Linked DNA regions of Sus scrofa: region 1 is linked to region 2. A link is a contact called in public HiChIP or PLAC-seq data. All regions are on one chromosome and are shown on one strand. The core of a region is the stretch at or near the end of the contact, and the rest is flanking DNA. Distances in the headings are between cores, read along the strand shown.

Evidence for each region. HiChIP or PLAC-seq counts read pairs in DNA pulled down with a chosen protein or histone mark.
Region 1: a contact with region 2 is called in an H3K27ac HiChIP or PLAC-seq map of skeletal muscle, with 16 times the contacts expected there. The contact joins two enhancer-like sites. A contact is called at or near these places in 2 of 47 Hi-C or Micro-C datasets (heart right ventricle and subcutaneous adipose tissue) and 1 of 2 datasets of contacts at active chromatin or transcription factors (skeletal muscle).

What each region holds. Positions count from the first base shown.
Region 1 is chr1:105,846,544-105,852,738 of Sscrofa11.1, reverse strand. No RefSeq gene overlaps it. Among named protein-coding and RNA genes, the nearest start is that of TXNL1, 160 kb to the left of the region's middle. Within about 2 kb of position 3,293, at least 13 of the 83 cell types and tissues checked have an H3K27ac peak or open chromatin away from gene starts, as enhancers often do. A contact at or near this core is called in skeletal muscle, where this site is marked.
Region 2 is chr1:104,732,961-104,739,331 of Sscrofa11.1, reverse strand. The region is part of intron 15 of TCF4 (transcription factor 4); the gene reads left to right. Among named protein-coding and RNA genes, the nearest start is that of CCDC68, 260 kb to the right of the region's middle. Within about 2 kb of position 2,986, at least 27 of the 83 cell types and tissues checked have an H3K27ac peak or open chromatin away from gene starts, as enhancers often do. A contact at or near this core is called in skeletal muscle, where this site is marked.

The DNA of each region.
Region 1 (6,195 bases), core at 2,044-4,543, 1.1 Mb before region 2:
AGTCCAGCTTTCCCACTTAATAAACTTGCAAGCTTGGAAAAGATCTATAACCTCCTGGTGCCTCAGTTTCTTGAACTGTAACGTGGGGTCATGATTTCAGTTTTCATATGACTTTGTCACTACCTGGTATGAATTTGGTCATCTCTGTTTTGTTTTGTAGACTGGAAGGCGTGTGAGCTCCCTTCCAGTTTTGCATTTCTAGACGTGACCGTAATTGGCAAATAATGAAAGGAATCATATGTTAGAAGGCATCTGTTATTTTTCACTCTGCCCCAGCCATCCCTGACCACAGCTGTCCCTTGGTGCTGAGTCCTAACTGGCATCAACAAGGGGGTAAGGGCTGTTGGATGTGGCGGCTTCTGGTGCAGCAGCATGAGCTCAAGCTCTAGAGTCAGACTGGGATTGAATTCCCAGTTCTACCATCTGTCTGGCTAGTGAGGTAATTTAACCTTTTTAGCCCTCTCTTTCTTCATAGAAAATAACCTTGTGCTATTTGGCCACTGGACTTAGAATGGCTTAAAGAGTGTCCATTTCTTGATTAGAAAGTGGTCATTTATTATCTTAGCACTGCACTTGACAAGCAGCCTCGGGATAGGTGGTTCTGGAATTGGTTCAGTAAAGCTAGTTTGTCGTTTCTTGGCTTTTTCCTCATGGTCACAAGATGATGGCTCTAGAATGATGTCGGCAGACAGGGGGATCATGAAAGGGGGCTTTTCATTGTCTGACTGCTTCTTTGGTAAGGCAGGCAAATCTTTCCAAAAGATTCGAGCAGGAGTTCTCTTGTGGCGCAGTTGGTTAAGGATCCACCATTGTCACTGTAACCGCTTTAGTCCTTGACCCAGGAACTTCCATATGCCATGGGCATGGCCCCAAAATAAAAACAGTGCATTTAAACAACAAAACACAAAAGATTTGAGCAAAAATGTCCTCAGCTTCCATTGGCCAGAGTTGGGTTTCATGTTCATGCCTTAGCTGCAAGGAATGCTGGGAAAGTTGACTCAGGACAGGTTAAGCCTCTAGAGAGGGAAGATGAGCCCTGCCCACAGGGAAGAGAAGGGAGGGGAGAGGAGGAGGGGCTTTTGAGCCAGCAACCAGTGATGTTTGTGACAAATACCTAGCTCAGGGGAAAATGGAGATCAAATGGATTTATTTATTTACTTAATTTGTGTAAGTTAATATTTAGGCTTATCAAATGCTTATATAGCAGTAACTATGTGCCAGGCACTGTTTAATATTAACCTCTTTTCTCCTCATAACTCCACAAGAGAGATATTATCAAGATCCCCCTCTTACAGATGGGAAAACTGAGGCACTGAGAGATGAACATAACTGGCAAAGGACTCAAAGCTTGGAAGTGGTGGAGGAAGGATTTGAACCTAGTTCCTAAGCCTGTGCTTTCAGCCTCTGCACTGCACTATGTTCCAAAATATGTCTTAAAGCATTACATGCTGTGGGCTGCCTGGGAACACTGTTTTCCTCTTCCTCCTCTCATTCTGCTGTGAGAGCGTATGGATGCTGGATGGAAGGGAAAGAGCAAAAGCAGAATATTCCACTTCAAATGCCCTCCTTTCTCTTCCCCTTCCAGTCTCCCATGTTTACTATTCCTCCTCTCGTAGATTCATATCAGTTTCAAAAAAACTTGTGAAATTGATTCCAAAATTCTCTTCTTTCTTTCTTTAAGATTTATTTATATATTTCTTTCTTTCTTTAAGGGTGATTTTTGTTTTCCCTCCTGATTTTTGAAAGCCCAGACCAATGCAGAAGAAATATTTTATGTTTTTAAGGAAGAATAGAAAAGGGTTGATGCAGATGAATGGATTAAGAAGATGTGGTATACATACACAATGGAATACCACTCAGCCATAAAAAAGAACAAAATAATGCCATTTGCAGCAACATGGATGGAACTAGAGACTCTCATACTAAGTGAAGTAAGTCAGAAAGAGAAAGACAAATACCATATGATATCACTTATATTTGGAATCTAATATATGGCACAAATGAAGCTTTCCACAGAAAAGAAAATCATGGGCATGGAGAACAGACTTGTGGTTGCCAAGGGGGCGGGGGAGGGAGTGGGATGGACTGGGAATTTGGGGTTAATAGATGCAAACTATTGCCTTGGGAATGGATAAGCAATGAAATCCTTCTGTATAGCACTGGAAACTATACCTGGTCACTTATGATGGAGCATGATAATATGAGAAAAAAGAATGTATACATGTATGTGTAACTGGGTCACCTTGATATACAGTAGAAAATTGACAGAACACTGTAAACCAGCTATAATGGAAAAAATAAAAATCATTATTAAAAAAAAAAAGAAAGAAATGGGTCGATGGATGACCCATGAAGCCTTATGGGGAGTTACTGCTGGATATCCTCTTTTCCTGCAAAGACCCACTTGGACTGCAGTGAGAACTTCACAGTGGCTTGTCTTACAATAAGATCACTTTAAAATAGAGCATTTTGGGAGTTCCTGTTGTAGTTCAGTGGAAATGAAACTGACTAGTATCCATGAGGATGCGGGTTCAGTCCCTGGCCCTACTGGATCTGGTGTTGCTGTGATCTGTGGTGTAGGTCACAGATCACAGCAGATCCTGAGTTGCTGTGGCTGTGGTGTAGGTCAGCAGCTACAGCTCTGATTCGACCCCTAGCCGGGGAACCTTCATATATTGAGGGTGCAGCCCTAAAAAGCAAAATGAAATGAAATGAAATAAAATAGAGCATTTTGAGTACACTGTCTGTTACCCAGATTGGGTTGCTACTGGAGAAGGATGGACTTTGTCATGGCTTCTGCTGCCACATCCACACAATGACAGAGAGGCAGCCGTGGGGTTGTTTTGGAGAAACCCCTTTCTAAGGACTCGGAGGAAGTGAGCCAGGCATTTGTAACACAAACCAGTGACTCAAGAAGGAACAGGAAAGGACAATCACAAGTTTCCTAGCCTGGGACACAGAAAACGTAAAAACAAGGTCACATGTCCCACCATGAAGAAAGGAGTCTCTGAAAAGGGAGGAAAAAACCCAGCCAAATATAACTCCACATAAAGATGATCAGAAAAACATCCTCGCTCGTTTGACAACCAACCAAGAATAACATATGAGTTCATCGAGCTCCAAAAGGGAAGAGAAAAGATAGAGGCATTAGCCAGCTAATTTAAAAATCAAGAAGTGCCTTTCTCATCATCATGCAGAGGAATGTTCGAGAACAGATCCTTATAGAGTAGCACTAACCCCCTGAAGCGGAGTTTCCTGTAGGGACCAAGCAGCTGCATCTTTGATGACTCCTTGGATATTAGCAAAACACTTGCTAAAAATAGATGAACATCAACAAGTCATAAATAAGGGAACAGGAGTGGGAAACTCCATACAAAAGGTGAGTGGGCAAGAACAAAGACATCCTTTTCTGCCAAGGCAATTATCACGTGCAGCAGCAAAGCATGAATCACTGAGTCATTTCGAAGTTCAAGTGCCAAATAAGAATAAAAGTCCTATGCAGGAAACTGTCACATAGCAGGGCACTGGAGGCAAGCTGCTCCCCTAGTATCTGTTTCTAGCACTCCATTTTATGGAGTGGAAAGTAAGCATGACAGTGACAGAAGCTCTGAGGGTATTATAATGGCCAGGTGGCAAGGAAGTACCCGGGCTGTCAGTCTGGTGTTTTAGCGACATCAGTTCTTCCCCTGTTTAAGCTCTGTTTAAGTTTCCTTTACTGGCAGGGAAGCCATCAGAATCTCTACCTTGATTTCTCTCGGGGAGGTGGGAGACCAGCTTCTCAGGTCTTGTGTGTGAACAAGTTGGAGCATATCAATTTGGACCGCACTAAATCAGATACATGTGGTTTTCTCAAAATAAGCCAAATCCGCGCTGATCAGTTTCTGCTCTTCCTTTCTGTTCAGTTTCAATCCATTTAAACTCTGAACAGTCTGTACTTATTAAGTACCATGTGTACATGGTGTAGGGCTTGGCTCTACCCATAATACATCAAAGCAAATAAGCACAGCCCTCCTTCTAGTAAGTCCTGGTTCAAGGAGGCTTTGCCATGAGCAGATGGAAAGCTACTGCAGCTACGCCCACCAGTTTAGGTAATTCTTGCCTAACACAGAAAGCATCTCATCTGATGTCCCAAAGAAAACTGCTGTCCGACTCCACAAAGACACCATATAATTCCTAAACTGCAACCTAGCAAATAACTCTTAAACAAATCAAAGTATCTGTAGAAACACACAACTCTTTTAAGAAAGTTTATGTAAAAATACATCCTCATGGGAGTTCCTGTTGTGGCTCAGTGGTAACGAACCCAACTAATAACTATGAGGATGTGGGTTTGATCCCTGGCCTGGCTCAGTGGGTTGTGGATCCAGAGTTGCCCTGAGCTGTGGTGGTGTAGGTTGCAGACACAGTTCAGATCCTGCGTTGCTGTGGCTGTGGTATAGGTTGGCAGTTGTAACTCTGATTTGACCCCTAGCCTGGGAACCTTCATATGCTGCGGGTGTGGCCCAAAAAAGCAAAAAAAAAAAGGCATCCTCATGTCATTTGGTAAGTCCTTAACCTATATATCAGTGACCAAATTACTGAAATAAAATAGTTAAGCCAGGGTAATTTTAGTGAGAGAAAGCGGGATTCCCACAGCCCCTACCCATAGGTTTATTTATTTATTGCTTTGTTCTATGGGGATTTTGCAAGTCCTTGTGATTTATGAATTGCTGCTGGTTCATTCAAGCAGATTCCTTTCTATACATCAGAGCACTTGTGCAAGACCACCTGGGCAACGTGATTCATTCTTCGTTAAACAGAGATTTTGATAAAGAGATTCTTCTATCCTCTTATACTGCAGATGGCAAAACATCCCTTTTACACATTGTTTTCTGAGTTGACACTCAGTCAAATGTGCCTCATTCTGCCCTGATTCCTGCCACCAAGCTCCCAACAGTGGGTCTGGGGCTGGTGTTTGGAAGGAACAGTATGTGTTGAATGAACATGGTGCAAAGGGGCTGAAGAACTTGGAGCCTTTTCTGTTCAAGCTGAGTGATGGCTCATCAGCTACTTATGGTGGGGCAGAGAGCCCAACTGGAGGTAAAGAGAAATGCAAAGTGGTGGCTGTTCATTCTCTAAGTCTTTAAGGATGGGATAAGATGCATTTTTTTTCTCTGCTTTCAGCAGGGGAACATTCTGGTCCTCTGAACTTGGCAGTGGCTGGTGTGAACCTGGTCTCATTGTCATGGTTAGAAGTAGATGTGGTTCCTGGGGGTGGTGCTGAGCTTTATTTGTAGGTACTATTCCCAGGGTTTGCATAGCAGTGTCACAACCTGCTTGTTGAACAGTTATCTGTCTTGGCTGAACATTTTGAGCCATGCTTGGGGTTTGCAGAGGGTTCTATTTAATAGTTGGGGTTTAATGCGTTTCTCTCTGTGTGTGTTGAAATGAACACACAAAACATGGAAGCAAATATTTACCAGTATTTTGGTTCACATTGACCCATCTTTTCCTTCTTTCCTTACCTTCTGCTTTCCAGCCCACAAGACTGGCTCTCAGGTGTGGGTTTTTTCAGGCAGTCATTTCTAGCCTCTAGGGAGTGTACTGGCCTTTGATCTCTCCATGTTCTGGGACCTTTGCTGTTTTCCCCCTCCAGGAATCCCCATTGAAACATGATGTTATATGTTGGAGAATCTAAGAAACCATCAATCTAAAGACAGTCCATTATGTTGTGTTCTAAGAAAGAAAAAAAAAATACTGTCAAACTATGTCATGTCATAGATTGCAAATGCATCCTGATTTCAGAAACGTTAAAATAGCAACACAAAGTGCATTAAGATTCGAGGAAATACATATTCATCATTTTGGAGGGACCACATAAGGAAATCTGGGGTCTAACAAGCAGAGACTAAACAAATACATACCAAGGAAAGACTCTCCCTCAGCTAAAACTTTCTTTAACGTCTTTTTCCACAAAGTGCTCAACTGGGATTTCAGGACAAAATTCTTCGTGGAGATGTTTTTCAAATGTTATCCACCAAAGTAGTTAGTAAAATGGGGCTGGTGAATATAGTCAAGAAACCATCAGATGTCTGAGTTTTTTCAGCCTAGGACAAGACAAAAACACAAGTGAAGTAGATAACAGCAGCAAGAACAATAACACACCATCAGCCACGGTGACCAGCATTTGTGTACCCTGGGACCTACCTGCTTTCT
Region 2 (6,371 bases), core at 1,737-4,236:
AGTATCTGTCTCCCTCTGTCTGACTTAAAGAAGTTCTCTTGACCATGAGTTAGTTACAACAGTCATAGTAGAATCCTTGAGCCCACCATGTGTTATTTCTGCATTCACTTAAACAAGTCAAGAGGTTCGAATACAGCCATGGCAGTGAGACCGTTTACTCACCATTAACAACCCCTGAGGCAAATGGTGAGGCACCATGCATGTCCAGATCCCACTGGGTCTAAATTAGGTATATCCCCCATTTTATTCCCCTAATCTCCTTTTTACTCAAACTCAGGCCCATGACCTAGAAACGAGACAGTCAGTCTGCATTGGACTGTCAAACCCAAAGAAGCCCTTCTCTCCATACTTCTAGGACAAACCACACCTAGTTCCTTAATTTTCCCCCAAAGGATGTGTTTAGTACCCTGGTGACATGAACTTTAAATATTTAAATATATAAAAGCCAAAATGGTTGTCTCCTGACTTTTAAAATGTAAAAATGAACCTATTTACAAAAGAGGAACAGACTCAGACATAGAGAACAGACTTGTGGTTGCCAAGGGGGAGGAGAGAGGGAGTGGGATGGATGGGGAGTTTGGGGTTGGTAGATGCAAACTCTTACATTTAGAATAAGGTCCTGCCATATAGCATAGGAAACTATATCCAGTCTCTTGTGATAGAGCACAATGGAGGACAGTCTGAGAAAAGGAATGTCTGCGTATGCGTGACTAGGTCACTATGCTGTACAGCAGAAATTGACACAACACTGTAAATCGACGATAATTTTAAAAGAGAAAAAGAAATCAAGAAAACCGTGCTATTTACAATCAAATTGAAAAGAATAAAATACCTAAGAATGAATTTAACCAAAAAGGTGAAAGAACTGTGTCCTGAAACCTATGACATTGATGAAAGAAACTGAAGACAATAAAAATAAAAGGAAAGGTTTTATAAGAAACACATTTAAAATAGACTGTAGGACCTTAACGCATTTTGACTTCCTTCTTAAACAATAGAGGGGAAAACAGACACTTCCCATAGCACAGTTATACTGTATTAGGGACAAGGCCACAGTGCCAAACTGTCCATCACTTAGAAAAGACACAACCCTTGCATTTTAAGAAATAGTATTACCCTCTTTTTCTCAGGAGTTCGATTTTCTGAAGGGAGAAATCTGTATGGTACAGGTTAGAAAATACACTGATATTTATTCATCCTTCAGCATGGTCTGTGTTTCAGCTCCTTAGGGGACACATAAACGTGCAAGAAAAAGTCTCTGAGCCCACGGGCCTTTGACTCTGGGAGGGTGATAACGCAAGTCTGTACCTAACTAAGTATAATGTAGCGTGGAATGATTAAGTGACCTCAGAAGTGATTCAGAGAAGGGTGAACGTTGGCCAGCCTTAGGGGACCACTAGGAAAATGTGTCACTGAGCTCACATTCAAGCCTGCATCGGACTTGAACAGAGGCAGGCGAGGAGGGCATTACAGAATAAACAGGATCGAAAAAAAAAAAACCCAGAAAATAAAGGATCTTATGTGTGCAGATGGGAGTGAGAAAATGACCCCATGATACCGGCCCTTACGGTGTGCCAGGCAGGGCTGCGCTGGGCGGAAAGGCCCTCCTCGGAGCTCAGCAGCTCCAACAATTGGCTCGGATCTTTCACAGGAGAGTCCACAGGAAGAGTGAGTTTTCGTGTATATTTTTTACATCCAAATCAAATTAACTCATGGAATTTTCCACCCTTAGGAATTAAAGTAGCAGCTCATGAAGTAATTCAGTTATGTCATTCATACCAAAACAGAAAATGCTGGAGCAACTTGGCACCATTTAAAAGCCAAGACTCAGCCTTGGCCATTTTGTATTTTTTTTTTTTTTCTTCCAAAACCTGTGGCTGTTGTGTTATTTTAACTTTTATTGTGGCTGTAAATTTTTTTTTCAAATCAAAAGTATCTTAATTGCTTAGAAAACAGAAGTGTAAAATAGATTCGAAATAAGAGGGTTTAGGCAGAGCAGCTTTAGGAAGGAAAACCTAAACAACAAAAAATGAAGCTTTAAACATCAGATTTCTGAAATGCGGGGATTTTACCTAATTGATTGGCATTTGAAGTTGTACATAATTATAGCTTCCTCTGGATACATAAATCATCTTACAACTATAAAGTTGAGTTTAACGGAAAGATCTGTCCAGTATTAGTTAAATGACATCTTTGGGGAAGCATTGTCCTGATACAATAGCCACATTCATTTTCACGCAGTTAATTGGACATATTGTCAAAAACCACGGTGTTAAGTTTCCACATTTTAATTTCACATTTTTGCCTTCTCCCTGGCTTCTGCAACAGGACCGGGTCTCGTTTGGAGCTGAAAGTGTGTGAAAGTTATTGGAGAATGGTAGTCTCTGGGTAATGTTTCTGTAAGCTGCCCCCAATTTTCCCCCCTGTAGTCTAGATGGGAAACAGCTGGTTTTTGTTTAAAAAGCTGTTTTGCGAAGTGTCTGAATCTTGAGGTGTAGAACTGAGGTCACCAGTAAAAGCAGGTGCTCAGGAACAAGTGAGAAAGACGCTGGGGCCCGGCTGGCCCTATAATCTTCTGCAGAGTCCTTCCTATTAGAGGAAAAAGTGTTGAGGTTGGCTCCTTTATTTAGGAGGCAAACAGATAAAGTAATCACGTTCGAGATGCTGTTAGAAATAGAGTATCTTTGAACGTAGCCAGCCCTTGAGTGCGTAATTAGCTCTCTCTGAAATGGCTGTTTCCCTCCCAAGGCTTCAAAAACGAAGGTCCAAGCCTTTAACTTCCTTTATGTACTTGCATTTCCTCTCTAAATACACCCACAGTAAAAAGAACTACAGTTTCAAATAAGTAGTCCCAGAGCCTGGTCCATCCTCTGAGTTTCTGGATGCGGTCTCAAAGAAGGAAAGAAGAGGGACCTGCATGGGCAAGGCCAGGCAGTTTTGCATGGCAAAGCACAAAACATGTGGAATCGCTAAAGTCCAGTGCACGTCAGATATCCACCAGACTGAAGATGAAAGGAAATGAACTCCTCCCTTGGGCGCTGGAGGTTATTAGCAGCTGTTTATCCAGTCGGGAATAGAGATTAACATTGTAATTTTTTTTTTAAAGAACTAGAAGAAAATTTGTTTGGGAAGTTGGCTCTTCGTATCGGGTCACTGTGCATTGCCAAAAAAAACTTCCTTTCTCAGAACTTATGTAGTCGAGTTGAGCAATGTTATGATTCTCTGAGAGACTCAGGATTACCAAAAAGTCCATCTCCATTAAATAGAAGAGCCAAGGACAGAGCAGTGGATGGACGTCCGCCACAGGCCCATTCCCTTGAACTCCACAGCGTGAAACTTGCTGTTTGGTCCAGTACCTGTTCTCCTCCTGCCTCTAAATGGGGGTGTTCTTCCCCAACCTCCCAGCCCCCAACTTCATCTTTGCCACTCTCAGGCATACACAAATGGATTTTGTGCATGCCTACCACTTGCAAATGCCTTTTCATGACATATTGGGGAAACGGCTTGGTGCTCTGTGAAGCTTTGCTCTTAAAAAAAAAAAGTTGGATATTGGTATTTTTTTTCCCTGATTTAATGCTACTCTTAATGTCATTTTCTTTTATTAAATCCTTTCTTTTGCTTTTGATCTTATTTATAGCAGAGCCACCGGTCATATGGAAACTATTACTGTATAGCTGGGAGATGAAAGACTTCATTGCAGTTAAATAAGAGTGAATCATTTGGGCCAATAATACACACATACAGCGAGGTTCCATTTGTATCCAAAATGCCCTATGTTGCTCACTTTGTAACTAAACCATTGAGGTTTATAAAGGGCTTTACAGAAGTCTGCTTTTTGTCCAAAATATGTCTCTGACAACGTGAAAACACGTTGATTTGCAGTCCTTAGCTGCTGCTTCGTATATGCATAATCTAAATATTGGCACTTCTTGTGAAAATAGCAACTTTCATTTAAAGTTGAGATGTTAATTAATGTTAAATGCCATTTAAGCTGATCTGTAGATAATCTATATCAAAATTCTACCCATCATTTGAAAACTACCTAAAATGACACCTTCTTCTTAAAGTAGTCCCTGGTTTCTTCATCCAGTGTGATTTCACTCATCTTTAAATCCCTTCACGACCTGTACCCCTTCATGACATTCATCTTGTTTTGCCTTGTATAGTAGTTGTTTTGATCCACCAGTAAGGTGTAAGAGACCATAAAGTAATACTCACATCTTTTGTTCATTATTTTTCCTGAAAATACCTAAATCGTGTCTTGCATATAATAGACATTCAGGGCATTTGTTGAATTAAATGAAATGTTTGTTTTTTTTTCTTTTGATAGGAACATGCTAAACCTATATTCAGCAGTACCAAAAGCGTTTAGAGTGCAGATAGTCTCCCAAGATAGATGCCATAGGTGTCATCCTTTACTGTTAAGGAAACCCCTAATTCACCTTGTGGTAGTCTGATCCCATACAAGGACCCAGCCCTCGCCCTTAGAATGCTTACACCTCAGGACAAGGATAGGCTTTCTGAATAGCAGCTAAACAAAATCATTGACACGTACGCCCTACCATATTAGACAGTGGCCGCTAGTGTGTGGCATTCAGACTGAACAGTCCAGGAGAACCCTGTCCAGGCCCAGCAAGATGATGAGAATTCTGGAGACTCAGACCTTCCAGGAGGAGTAAGAGGAAGAGAAGTGGGACTAATAAAAGTGAAGTGGTCAGTGGGTCAGTGGGGAAGGAAACCCGCCCTGGCGGACAGAAGAGGGAGGGCTTAGCTCAAGCCTCAGAGATGTGGAAGAGAAGGGCCCCAACTAGGTACCTGAAGACTGAGATGAAGGAATTTAGGAATAGGAAGGAGCCGGAATGGTTCTCTGGTGTCTGGGTGAAGGACCCAGAAGCAGAAGGCATTGATCTGAGACATAATTCACAGAAACCTGAAAAGCCATGAACTTGGATTTGCAAGGGACCAGGTGATGGGCAGAGAACATAGCATTTACAAACTGAGTGTTTCAGAAATGATGAGGAAGAAATATTTTATTAGTTTAGGCAAGCTTCTTTACACTGCCATTGCCTTTCCAAAGAGGTTATAATCAAGGAGTTCCCTCTGTGGCTCAGTGGTAATGAACCTGACTAGGATCCATGAGGACACGAGTTCCGTCGATCCTTGGCCTCACTCAGTGGGTTAAGGATCCGGCACTGCTGTGAGCTGTGAGCTGTGGTGTAGGTCGCAGATGCAGCTCAGATCCCATATTGCTGTGGCTGTGGCATTGGCTGGCAGCTACGACCCCTAGCCTGGAAACTTCCAATATGCTGCAACAAACCAAATAGGTTACCATCAGCAGGTGATCCTGGGATAATAAGAAAAGCATTTGAAAAAATAAAAGTCCAGTTAGGTATGGCTGAATCCCTAGTGATGGACTTGCAGAGCACATTGCGTGCCAGATAGCCTCACACAGATGTGCTTACATGGTGGGGACCAGAAATTCCAAGTAAACATCCTGTCCAATCGCCTTTTCCTTCGCTCTAGACAAGAGAAACTGCTTACAAGAAATTGCAAAACTGCACTGTACTCTCTGCTACGTGGGCTTGGTGCCCTGGACATGGTCATGGGTTGAGTTTAGTTCCCTCCAACCTTCCCTCTTACTGACCTGCAACCCAGGGCAAGGACGGGACTGAATGGACACTGTTAACCACTCACCTAGGTCCCCACTTGGTGGCCACATCCAGTTCTGGTTTCCTGTGTAGGAAAATGATGTAGAGAATTGGGGGTACAGGGTGGGGATCCAGAGGAGAGAAATGAAACAGTTTTAATAGATGGAACTTATGAGTGAAGAAAAAAAAAAAAGATGAACTGAAATCAGGTGATGGCCATTTGCATCTCTAAACTAGATCACAAAATTATTCCTTTTTAACCATTTTGGTAGACATTGTGGGAGTTTCAGCCTAGCTGATCACATGACAGGTCAGGGTCATTTAACTCAAGTTTAAATCCTCTCGAAAATTATTTTACCAGCTGAGGAATAAGCATTAAATAAAGTTCCAAGAATTGCCCATAAAGGAATTACCTTGCATTTTAGGCAAAGCCTAAGGGCAGCTGTGAGGTTTCTAGGGGGCAAAAAAAAAAAAAAGGCTTTTAAGAAAATTAGGAGGTCTTCCCCCAATGAACATTTTAAGAATCAAAATCCAGAGTAAAGCATTGATACCAGATCTAACTTTAGTGACAAGTCCTTTCACTGTTTTATCACATGAATTTTTTTAACGGTCTGATAATTTTTTAAAATTGAGGAGTGTGGAAATTATATTTGTGGTTGAAGAGTGTCCCAGATGTCAGGGCTTTCACACGAACAAGTTGGTCATCAGAGCTAAGTCTCATTT